Linked DNA regions of Zea mays: region 1 is linked to region 2. The links are chromatin contacts, called in public Hi-C maps. All regions are on one chromosome and are shown on one strand. The core of a region is the stretch at or near the end of the contact, and the rest is flanking DNA. Distances in the headings are between cores, read along the strand shown. Region 1 holds the start of LOC100283417. Region 2 holds the start of LOC100286011.

Region 1 (6,440 bases), core at 1,473-3,972, 320 kb before region 2:
CCCACGACTCCTTGTCCTGTGTGACAAGATTATATTGATCAATTTTGCAATTGCACACAGGTCAATGATTTAGAACAGACACGAATATCAGTCATGTGCAGTTGCACACAGGTCAATGATTTAGAACAGACACGAATATCAGTCATGTCCGCACCTTCACAAATGAAATAAGCTCAACTTCATATATTACTGTGCTGTTAGGTGGAACAACAGCAAGATCCTGCTTTGACTCAGTTGAACCAAATGCATATTCAGGAGGAATTGTGACAAGAGCAACCTCGCCCTTCTTCATGTTCAACACAGCACGATCAAGACCGGCAATAACTTCCTCTGGAAACAGATTATAATACAAACGAAACATGTTATTCTAAATATCAGGATCAAGTCGATTTCCTGAATTATTATTTTTACTGATAGGCCAAGAGCCCCATATAAAGACAAAAGGATGTTCTTACCTTCATCGGTCTTGAATTTAAATGGCTCTTCGTCATGCCCCTTCTTTGTAAACACCGCGCCATCCTGAAGCTTTCCGATAATTTTGACTGCCAACAGTAAACATAATTTAGTGAGTGCAAGATAAACCTAATCAACTGAAAGGAGTCAAGAACCAACAGCTACTAGCATCATTACAATTAAGTACTTTGACCACTTGAGCATACCTTCAACAACAGCACCCTCGTTGGGACGCTCATAACCTTCTCCCTCCTTGAGAACCTTCTTAAGGATTTTCTTATCATCCCCAATTTCTGTGACAGTCTTCCATGAAATCAACTCAAGGTCAATGAGCAGCGAAGCATTTGGCGGCACAGCACCTTCCTCTCCAGCTGCTGGTCTACCCTTCTCACCAAATCCATCTGCATTTGAAGTGAGGAAGTTCAAATAAGTGTCATAATTCAGAGAAAATAGACATGTAACTACAGAAGAATAATCAAACTTTGAAATGGAATCTCACATTGTGGCTTTACTGTAAGGAGCACCTTCTCTGCCTTTTTCATGGTTTTGACAGCTTTGGCCAGGGCAGGACAAAAGTAGCCTGGCAATACAGTAGTTAGAAAACAACCGATAGGCACAAAAATCTTCAGAAGACCATGTGAAGACAGAACATAAGAGGGTTACCATCTTTCACAGTAAACTCAACCCCCTCAGACTTGGATACAACAGTACCATCTTCCAGACGGGCCTCATATTTCACTACAAGAGCAAGGAGAGTATAAGTTATAGGAACCAAATAAATCAGCTCTATGAAAAGTGTCGCAATAAGCAAAAAAATTACCAAGTACTTCATCAGGATCCTTTGGGTTCTCCCATTTCTCTCCCTCTTTAAGGATCTTCTTGAATATGCCGCCATCTTTGCAAATGTCTTTGACACTGGTCCATGAAAGCAGCTCAACATCAAACTGCAGGGTTGCATTGGGTGGGATAGTTGGAGGTGAACCAGATGCTCCATAAGCCAGCTCTGGAGGAATGGTAAAAATAGCATTTTCTCCTTTCTTCATGGTCTTGATTCCTTGATCCCAACCCTTTATCACTTGACCTGGGCATTGACAAAATAGTTAATGAGCATTATTTTTCAACTTGGCAATGTCAACAAAGAGGCAAGAGAGAAACAGGATGATCTCCAAGCTAGAATTTACTCAATCATCAGCATGTTTTTCAAACATCATAGCCCCTTATACCGATGTAAGCATCGCTTGGGGTCATATCTATATCTACACGGAGTAGGCATTATTCTGCGACAAACAGAAACAGAAACACAGCCACGAAATACTTCGTTATAGGCAAGTGAAGACACTACCAAGCACTCACAACTTTACATCAATTTCATAGATACAGTAAGTGTCCACTGGCAGTATCCATGATATCAATGGAACAAGACGATGTGATCAAAACTACTTATCTAACTAACGAAAGATTGATAACTTTGAACTGTTTTACCATTACAAGGTTAATGCTACTTCCAAATCCATATTTAAAATTCAAACGAGACAGAAGAAATAACCTCAGGGGGAGGAAGAAATTTACCTTGTCCAAGCTTGAACTTGAAGGGTTCTCCACGATCACGGCTTGAGTCGAATTTTGTCCCATCAAGGAGCGTGCCCGTGTAATGCACTGAAATATTATCATGGGTAAGTAAGGAAGAGTCATCAAGGTGACAAGGAACAATAAATTGACACGAAACCCAAGAGAACCCGAATTCCATCAGCTAACTCGCAGCCAGAACTGGGCGAGTCTCACTGACCGCATCACACTAACAGAGATACAAGTGCAGCATGGGAGGAACCGGGGGCAGGATACCTTCAACCTCGTCGCCGACCTCGGGAGTCTCCCAGCCCTCGCCCTCCTTGAGCAGCTTCTTCTTGAGCCCCTCCTTGCCGACCTCCTTCTCCTCGCCCACCTTCATCACCGGGCCCTCGTCGCCGCCGAAGTCGCCCATCTCGTCGTCGCCCATCATCTCATCGGCGCCGGCGGGAGGCATCTCGAAGTCCTCGTCCATGGCTGGCGTGGAGGAAGGGGAAAAGCCGAGATCCGCGCGCGGCTAGGGTTCCGAGATCACTAGGGTTCGGGTGCTTTGGAAGAAGGTTCGAGAGAGAGCACGAGGGGGGAAATGATGAAAGGCGACGCCACCCAAACCCGGGTTTAAATCCAATCGAGTAGGGTTCTAGAGTGTTCCAAAGTCTTCGTATCAGGTGCACAAGGACAGTGCACAAATGCACAAATTTGATCCTGGCCTTCCATCTCATAATCAACGGTCAGCGCGAATATTACATAAAAGCCCCTCCGCACCTGCTCCTTGTTGGCATTCCAATTTCACGAAAACCCCCTTGCACTTGCTTTCTCTGACCCTCTCTCCCCTAACGCAGACACTCGGATCGGACGGAGCCACCGACCTCGCCGTCGATGACCTCGCCGCCCCCGACATCGTCGTCCACCGCCCACAAGCCGTTGATCACGTTGTCAGCTCCGCTGTACCGGAAGACATAGGAACCATGGCGAGAAGGATCCGACGGTGAAGACAGAAGGAGGCGATGTCTCAGCAGGGCCGTTCCTGCTCCTGCCTTTTCAGAGGCACAATGCGAAATTCAATATAGAGGCTCCATTCACACACAAATATATATAATTATATATATATTATCGAATATTTAATGTATAAAAATTATTATGCTCATTTTTGAAGTTTATAAGATAACAGATGTAAAATATAGCAAAAAACACTTACTTATTATATGATATTATTAAAAATATCTTCTAACATTTTGTGATACAAAGTCATCGCTTATATCATCAAGATCAATCTCATCCGATAACTTTTTTCGATATATAGAATCGCCAAACTATTTAACCTCTCTTGAGTTATTATTGACCATAAATAGTTCATTAAAAAATTAAATTTTAAAAAGCTTCTCTCTACCGAAGCAACCATCATATGTATAGTTTATAATACTCTCTCTATATCAAAATAAAATTTGTTTTGCTTCTCTAGTGGATTTACATCATCAATATAAACATAAAAATTAAGAGTTAAACCAAATACTATTTTGAAACAGATAAAGTATTCGATAAGTAATTGAGACGTTAGTTTAACAATATAAATGAGATTAGTCGATAACTCGATATCACATCGCTCTTTACGTATTTGTGTCTAGAATAGATAGGTTTAACAAAAAATGCTACCGTCCAGTAGCTAAGGGGCCCTCTATTTTTGGAGGCCCGGTACGGCCGTACCCTCCGCACCCCTCAGGGTCGGCCCTGTGTCTCAGGGCGGCCTCAGCGTATCAAGCACGGTAGCGTCCGAGTAACTGGGCCGGAATGGATCAATTGATGGCTGGCTGGGCCGATCTGTAATATGGGATATATACATACGCTGGAACCGTAAACGGGCATCGAAAATCAGAGAACAAACAGAAAGAAACACTTCGTCGCTAACCTATCTTCCTCCTGCAGCCGCCACTTTGTGTCTACTCTCCTTCTCTTCCATCCCTAGCGCTAACACACGTTGACAACTCGCAGCCGTCCGCAAGCTCCTCGCAGCGGCTGGTTGCCGCGACGCTGGTGGCTGTCGCCGCGCGGGGCCACGGTGCGGTCGCGCACATCTTCAGGCTCGCGGATGGACAAATCCTCTCCCACCGCCACAGCGTGCCGTTGCACGCTCCTCTCCATGGCTGGGAGTCTGAAGATAGCATGCTTTTGTACTGCTGACCCTCCCAATGCAAACAGGGAGCCTGAAGAAGATGGAGCCTTTCTAAATCGCGGTACACACGTATTGTGAAATGTTTATAGTTCACTATTCTTTGTAGCTGATGGTTCTAGCTCATGTGGAGCTTGTAACTTTAAAATGTGATACGAGGAACAAAGTGCGACTTGTTCATTTTGATTTTGATCAGAAATTGATTTTGTAACGATTATTATGTTTCAGTAAAAAAAATTGAGCCAATGTTGTTCGTGCTGATCAATGTTTAATTAAATAAGTCAAATGAGCACCGTTCAGCTAACATTCAATGGTAAAATTTAGAGCCAACATTGAACCAATATTGAAGCAAACTACAGAGCCAATCCAGCTATCATTCAAGCAATACTCAAAGCCAATATTCAGGCAAAAGTGACATCCATCATTCAACTAACATTCAAGCAAAATACAGAGCCAACATTCAGCTAATATTCACTGCAAATGGATCTATATAGGTGGCTTTCGCTTGCTAGGCTTCACTAGTTCTTTAGCCCTCTTAATTCTCTTACTCCTGTCCTGCCCTTTGATCGAACATCATTTGAAGGGTGTATTTATATCTCTGGTGAAATTTCGCAACACACAAAATTCTCATATTCTTCATTTGTAGGTTGCACCGTACTAGGTACAATGTGTCCCATGGGATCAGGGCTACAAATTGTTAACCGATGTATAATGATTTGGAGCCTTTTTGGGTGTACTGAATCCATAGGTGAGCGTACCACATGCGGGGCGAGTAGGTGAGCGTGACGGTCAAGGGCCATAGCCTAGGCAGCACGTTGGCGATGTTGTGCGCCTTCGACGTCGTGGAGACACGTGCCAATGTGTCGTCGGGCGACAGCAGGGTGGCGCTGGTGTGCGTGTTCTCCTTCGAGGGCCCGCTCATCGGGAACATTGCCTTCCAGAGGCGGTTCGAGCAGGAGCTAGGCGTGCTGCCGAGTTCGTGGAGCGGTTCGTGCAGCTCTTCCGCGCCGACCCCAACGTCGTATGCCGCCGCCCGCCCGCCCTCTCTCTTTCTCTTCAAATTCCTTCCTGCTTCATTCAGTGTGCCTGCTCCTACCTAACATGTTTGTGTGCATGTCTCTGCAGACCCGCTACGTGAGGAAATATTGACACTGCGAGGGGAAGCTGTGTTCAAGATCACCAGTGACGTGAGGTACTACCTTGTTCAAGCTATATGTAGTAAGATCAGATTTGTGTGTAAGTTCGTTGGTTTGAAACACTGATGACTGATAGATGCTATGGCTTAGAAACTGATCGATGGTACACTTGTTATTTATAGCTTATAGAATTGGGTGATCAAGGGGTAAGATAGATCACGCACCTTGATAAGGTGGCGTCTTTTGCCTCTGCCTAAATCTCTCTCCCTTTCAAGTGCTCAAGGTATGTGCAAATCTATACAAATCAATTTCTTATTATTTGGAATGTTCAATTTTCGTATAGATAATCAGGTTCCAAAATTGAGAGGTGCTCCCATGGAACCCCATTCAACAGGTTAGACTATGGCATGAAGAGAACATTTTAGCGATTTGTTATGGATGTCACACAGTCAACACAAGGTTTGGGAAAAAAGATAAATATCTTGGATTTGCCAAGCACTCATGACAAGTTAACGTTAGGAAAAACAAGTAGCATTATAGAGTAATCAAAGAATTCATGGTTATTTTATAATGTAGATCTTTCTTGTCAGATGAATATGAATTACTAAACAACGATGAATACACTAACTCTAACTCCTACTTGTTGTCTGCCAATTCCATTCGACCAAACAATCATGTGTTTGTGACCCTCCTGAGAAAAAAAAACCATGTTCAGCGCAGAAACAACTGCCTAGTGAGTTTATCCATATAGCTAAAAGTAAATAAAAATGATTGGATATTTAATCTACATATGCGAGTTCTTTGTAAGTTAGATTCTGATTTGTTCTATAGAAAAAAAACTTCCTCTTTCAAATGGTGCTATTATGGTGGGATTTTGCTAGCAGTCATTCGAATGGTGCGTTGTTTTTATGTCGAAAACTACCAAATGGTAGCTATTTCTGTAGTCTGTGTCATGCCAATCTGACAATGTCCAATACTGAAAACACTCAGCTACCTAAAGCTAGCTAACTGCTTTTAAGCTCTGGATAGTATGCTCATTTCCTTGCTGCGCTACCATCAGGGGTTAACGTTATAAGGATGCTTCTACTGAGGCTGGACTTATGAAAAATGAGGATATG
Region 2 (6,467 bases), core at 1,624-4,123:
CGTGGTGCAGACGGAGCAGGCTTCGCTCCTCCAATGAGGTCCTGAGCCCGTTCGTTGGCAGTGATGTAGAGGTCCGCTTCCCAGAACAGCTGCTCGGAGGTGGTCGGCGCCTTTTGCAGTATGGCTCGGTTGAAGGCCGGGTCATTAGATCCTCGGTAGAAGTCCTCAATCACTGCTGCCTCAGCGACCTCGGGGATGCGATTCCTCATGGTCTAAAACCTCTTGCGGTACGACCGAAGTGTTTCATCCCCTCGGCGCCTGATGGATTTGAGGTCCCATGGCTGCGCCGGTTTGTCGGAGAGGGATTGGAAGTTGGCGATAAAGCGCCGACTGAAGTCACTCCAGTCATCGATGCAGTGTCACGGTAGGTGTCGTAGCCATTGCAATGCATCTTGCCTCAAGGATGATGGGCAAGTACGCAGTCATTACGTCTTCGGTTGCGCCAGCGGCCCGGGCAGCGGTCGTATAGATGGCTAACCAGCCTCCAGGGTCCTGCTTGGGCTCGTATTTGTCGACGTTGGAGACTTTGAAGTTTGGGGGCCACTGGATGGCCCTAAGACGCAGAGTAAGCGCAGATACTCCACATGTGTCCTCCTGTCGACGATTGTGGTGCGGTCCCGAGGAGGGGAGTTGTTGATGTGTTGTTTTGTTCGTCCCCGGGTTGTGCCACCAGTTGAAGTCGTTGCTGACTCAACTCTAATGGCATGATTTCATGTCGGGACGCTGTGGTCCCGATCCTACTCCTCTCGGCGTCGTATCTCATTCTCGTGTCGTCGTTCGCGCGAAGCATTGATGCAGCTCCGCGCATCTCAGCGACTGTTGATGGCGTGCCGCAGATCGCCCGGGGGATGAGCGAGGGGTAGAAGATGATTAGCCACCAAAGTGAGCAGCCGCCGATAGCCTTTTGCGTCTGGAGTCCGAGGGAGGACATCAGCTATCCGAGCCAATACTCCTCCGACCTCACTCGGTGTGTTCATTGCGCGGGCGAAGTCAGGGTTCAGGTTTCGTGTGAAAAGAGGGTTCTCTCGGCGTAACCTCGCGTCCTGCTTCGCTTGCTCTTGCGCTTGCCGGCGATCACGTCGGCGAGAGTTCCTCCTTTCTCTGAAGACTCGCTCGTCAGGGGTTTCTCCTACCTCTGAGATTTCATCTCGGGATATAGGCTGTGCCGGATCCCGTTCCCCAGCTTCGTGATGTCACCGAATATTTCGGCGTCGGTTCCTCCGTCGGCGAGCTTCTCGCTGAGGAGGTTCTTCCCTAGGCATGGTTGGTTCGTCGTCGGAGATGGGAGACGACTCCACCCTCTCCCTGATGAAGAGGACGTCAGGGTAGAAAGGAGTAGCTACGGTGACGAACTTCTTTCTGTCCTTCTTTGAGGGCGAGGGTGTCGGAAGAGCAGCTTGACGGGCCTCTATCCCATTTGCTTTGTTTTTCCTTGTAACCCGTGTCCACTCTTCTGTGGACGAGGTGGACAACGGGGTCCTTCGGGTAAATGAATTCTCGACTCCTGACTTGTAGGAAGTAGTCTTCGTCCGGGGCGCTGGAGGTTGAGCTATCTGCTGCCTCGTTCCGGCTTTCTCGGAAATTATCTCCGGTGGATCCGTTATGTGACGCAAAATTCCTTCTTCATTCGCCATAGACGTGACAGTCCCGAAGCAAAACACGGATCCAGGGCGGGGAACGATCTTGTACTGGAAAATGATGGCCATTGAGCTAGCTTGGATCAACGACACACCCCCTACCTGGCGCGCCAGCTGTCGGTGTTTGGGGCCCGACCGCGCACCCAGGGTTGCCCCTCGAGGTGCTTTTAGGTAGGACAGTGTCGCTGATTGTAGCTCGATGGTTCGTGCGAGACGCACGAGAGACGATAGACAATTTTCTACAGGTTCGGGCCGCTTGGAGACGCGTAACACCCTACTTCCTGGTGTGAATTTTTATGTGATGGGTTACAGAGGAATTCTCTAATATGAAGAATGCTAGAGAACCGAGTACATGGTTGATGAATGACCTTTTTTGATGGGGTGCCCCCTAGGCCTTATATATCCGACCGTGGGGCACTTACATGCGTGTATGATAACGATGTATGCCTAAGTAATTGTGAACCGACCGAATTTATCTTTCCACAATCTTACCTCCGATGTCCAAGGTGGTCGCGCGGAAGAATCGAATCAGAGCTGTGGATAACGCTCAAAACCCCACGAGCCGCCTTGGCTCGTGCTCGCTCATTCCCTGCGTCGGCCCATTCTACCAGCAGTTCTCCCCTGGCTTACGAAGGGATGGCCTTGCGAAACAATAGATCCAAAGCCGTTCGCGAGGCCTTCTAGCCTTCTAGTGGATCCGAGGGATATCTGTCCCTCACAAGACATGTATCTTGACGAAGACACAGTGTCTTAGCTCTATGTTCGAGACAAGAGACTAGCTGATTGGTCATTTTAATTTATTGAATGTTTTAATTGGTATAATGAATATGGTAAGACACATGTTTTAGACATGTCCACTGTATTATATTATATTTTAGTTGTGTTTTATATTTAGAGTATCGTGCAACAGTGTTATACTTGAAGAACCATTTTGGTGTGACTCCAATTCCACTGTACATGTCCTTGGTCCAATCGACGTTTGTTCTGGCTCGCCGCCACAGACTCCCCCATCGAACAACGAGGCGCCAGGCGCCAGCTCACGCGTGCCCGCAAGTTATGGCAGGCAGGCGGGACCCGGCGGTGCGGGTGCGGCGGCGTGACAGGCACTCCTCCACAACTCGGCACAGCTGCACAGACGCACAGTGTTGGGACTGACAAGCCGGTCCCACGGAGCGCGTGGCGACCACCGCGGCCCACCCGTCATGCAACAGCCGCGCGTGGTCGCGGCGTCCAACGGCTGCACACCGCCGTGCGCCCCACTGGTCTCCCACTCATCCCGTCTCGTTTCGTCTCGGTCTCGCACCTCTCACGACGGCACCACCCCAGCGCGGCGCGAGTGGAGACGCCGCTGCTCCGTGCTTCGCCGCGCCTACCTAACCCAAGACCTGCTAGACCTGAGTGGCTGAGTGTTCGTGTTCGGTCAAAACCCACCGCGCGAGCGCCTCCAGAGTCCAAACCCGCTACAAATCTCGCGCTGCGCATTCTCCCCGTACGATACGGCGGCACGGCCCACGAGCCAGGCGGTGGCGGCAGCTAGCTAGCTGCGGAGTAGCACCAGCCACCGGAGGGAAGTGGGCGGCGCGATGGGGGACGAGCCGGACGGGGAGGCGGAGGAGTACCTCTTCAAGGTGGTGATCATCGGCGACAGCGCGGTGGGGAAGAGCAACCTGCTGTCCCGCTACGCGCGCAACGAGTTCAACCCCCACTCCAAGGCCACCATCGGGGTGGAGTTCCAGACGCAGAGCATGGCCATCGAAGGCAAGGAGGTCAAGGCCCAGATCTGGGACACCGCCGGCCAGGAGCGCTTCCGCGCCGTCACCTCCGCCTACTACCGCGGCGCCTTCGGCGCGCTCCTCGTCTATGACATTACCCGCCGCTCCACCTTCGACAACGTCGGCCGCTGGCTCCAGGAGCTCAACAGTACGTGCCCCGACGCTGCGCTCTTCTCATCCTCTGATCGCTGTTGCTTGCTTTTGGCACTGCTTGCACTCAGTGAATGCCTATGACTGGTACGGTGCTAGGGTCGCGTAGATCTGGGGGGTGGGTTTCGTGGAAAGGGGCGCGCATTTTAGCGTGGCCGCAGAATCCACTCGGATATTTGGGGGAAATAAGAACTGTCGTCACTTTCGCTTGATGTAGCTTGTAGATAGATGCCCTGATTGCATCAGGTGTTCTTTAGATGGTAAGAAAGAGGGAAAGAGGACACGGCAAGTGCTAGGCCGGATGGATTGAGCGACCTAGTCTGGATCTGGATCCTGCTGTCTCGCTTGTTGTGGAACATTCCATGAATGAATGCGTAGGACCACTTCCGTTAGAATTAGTAGTATTGTGCAAGGTAGGCTTCGAAATCGGAAGTGGTAGACTAAATTGTGTGTCAAGGTACTTGTGGTCGCAAATTTCAGAAGTTGTAAGCACTTCTGATTAAGGAGATCTTCTTTTTGTTGTTTGACGTAAGATTTAAGGAGATGTTTATATTCGAGAAGTTTGGGACCAGTCATGATTAAGATGTTTGTAGTACTTGTTGTCTTCCTGCAGTTCTGTGTGGAAGTTCAGTTGCTAATTGCCTAGGGTCTCTAGTGACTTAATGAGGCCTCGATGAGGAAGCACGATGCTTACCTTGTCCCAGACTCCCAGAGGGCATAATTGCTACACGGACTGCTTTACAGCCAGTAGAACATGCACTTTTTGCCATGACTTTGTCGGTCAATTGGAGTAGGAGGTGGGATTACTGGATTAGGGCTTGGCGTTGAGCTTGGGGTGCGGGGGGATCGGATAAGAACCACAAGGCTTAGAACGATGGACTCCAGTCTCCAGAGATGTGTTGGCAGGACTGCTGATGGTGGCTAGAAATCAAAACGATTATGCAAACGCGGTGTGGTGATTTTTGCGGCTTTCAGCCATGGTGGTAGGGTTCTTATTGGCAGGGGCAGTGAGGTGATGGGAGGGTGGTTACCACGCTGTTTGCTGAGGGGCAGGAACAAAGACCTGAATTGTAGCTGCTGTTTGCACCGTTTAAGAACACAGTGCATTCTTTAAGAGCAAGTAGTGCTCTTTCTAGCTACTTTGCATGTCAAAGAGAATCAGAATGCTATTGGGTCGGACAGCGCAATTTGCTCAGTACCACCCATTCTTGCGTAAGGAGCATGCATGAATGGGGATGATCTTAGTCTTTGTTTCCTGTACCATTCCTGGTACTAATGGCATCCTTTGATCTTTTAATCACATCACACTTACGGAAAAGCTTCAATGGTGCTTGATTGAGATCGTGACACGTCCAATTGTTCCGGAGAAATTAACCTTTACATGTATGTTGTACACTATAATCTGTACCCCATGCCATTACATACAAGTATGTGCGGTTATGTTCTTCTGGTCAGTGCCCTTCACAGCTTGGAATGCATGTATGCCAAATGCCACATTCACAACAAATTCATATCTGTCACATGTATATGTACCCAGGCGCTGTCTCCTGAAGATCCTACAACTAACGCATTATGTTCTTCATTTCCTTTCACCGGAGTAACCAACCTATCTTTGGAAACCAACGCAGCACATTCGGACACGACGGTGGCCAAGATGCTGGTGGGCAACAAGTGCGACCTGGGCGACATCCGCCAGGTGCCCGTGGAGGAAGGCAAGGCGCTGGCCGAGGCCGAGGGCCTCTTCTTCATGGAGACGTCGGCCCTGGACGCCACCAACGTGAGGACGGCCTTCGAGATCGTGATCAGGGAGATCTACAGCAACGTGAGCCGCAAGGTCCTGAACTCGGACTCGTACAAGGCCGAGCTGTCCCTCAACAGGGTGAGCATCGACGGCGACTCAAAAGACGAGCAGAAGCAGGGGAGCCGGTTCGGGTGCTGCTAGAAGTGGTTCGGGGGGTAGCGGTACATTATTGGATCGGGTTGGATTTGAACCGGAGATGATGCTTTTTCATTTTTTTTGGGTGGCGGGTGGGGGCTTGCTTGTAAACTGTAATACAAGGTTTGACTCTTTGTTTGCTGTTACGTTACACTTACACCCGTGTCACATACCGCAGAAGGGAGAGAGAGAGAGGAGCTGTTTCTGTTCACTGGAGAGTGCGAACAGCGTTGCCCTCTTTACTGGAATACCGGGAAAGTAGTGTGGCTGTTGAATAATTAGACAAATTCCAGTTTAAATTCCGAATATAAATCATGACCAAATCAGAAGAACTGAAATAACAAGCCAAATCAGATGATGCGTACTGATTAGACTTACTGATAGATGGCACGCGTCGGAATCAGCAGGGTCGACGATGTCGAAGTAGCGAAATCAGCAGGGTCGACGAGGTCAGCAGATCACGAGCAGTCGCGTGAAGACGCTTCCCAAAAACCTTATTCGCTCTCTCCCGGTGCAGGATCTAGAAGACAAAGGGTTCCGGAGACCTGCTCTCCTGATCGCAAATGCACCTCTGCGGTCGGGACGAAGGGAACTAAAAGGCGGCTCAGATATGAAGAGAGGCGAAAGCGAAACTGGGATTTGGGATGATTTGGAGGTTGGCTGTCGGGCTCCTTTTATAGGGCCAAGTCCGCGACCCCGTGCTTATCCGCCCACGAAAATCTCGCAATCAGTTGAGATTTTATAGCGATCGGTTAGGATAAGCGTAACAGCCAAGAAACCAAAAAATCAAACGGCAAAAGGTAGCCACGCCCCCGCAAGGCGAGGGGCCGGATTTCGGCGGACCATTCACGCGCATGTCGTGCGCCCGCGCCCTTCGCCCCGCCCCGCCCCGGCCAGGCGAGGCGAGCGAGCGCGCGCGCGTGTGGCTCTCCACACTCTCTCCTCTCATCCATGACTTGGTGAGTGAGTGTG

What was found. Hi-C and Micro-C count contacts between places; a contact is called where the count stands out from the background.
Region 1: a contact with region 2 is called in a Hi-C map of leaf, with 8 times the contacts expected there. The contact joins the promoter of LOC100283417 here to the promoter of LOC100286011 in region 2. A contact is called at or near these places in 3 of 25 Hi-C or Micro-C datasets (endosperm and leaf).

What each region holds. Positions count from the first base shown.
Region 1 is chr1:196,664,447-196,670,886 of Zm-B73-REFERENCE-NAM-5.0, reverse strand. LOC100283417 reads right to left here and starts at 2,722. Exons shown (of 13, transcript NM_001412528.1): 1 at 2,296-2,722; 2 at 2,023-2,109; 3 at 1,274-1,534; 4 at 1,117-1,191; 5 at 935-1,033; 6 at 660-854; 7 at 456-542; 8 at 155-330; 9 at 1-16. The coding sequence starts at 2,494.
Region 2 is chr1:196,348,223-196,354,689 of Zm-B73-REFERENCE-NAM-5.0, reverse strand. LOC100286011 reads left to right here and starts at 2,873. Exons shown (of 2, transcript NM_001158899.2): 1 at 2,873-3,557; 2 at 5,188-5,775. The coding sequence starts at 3,221. The coding sequence ends at 5,501.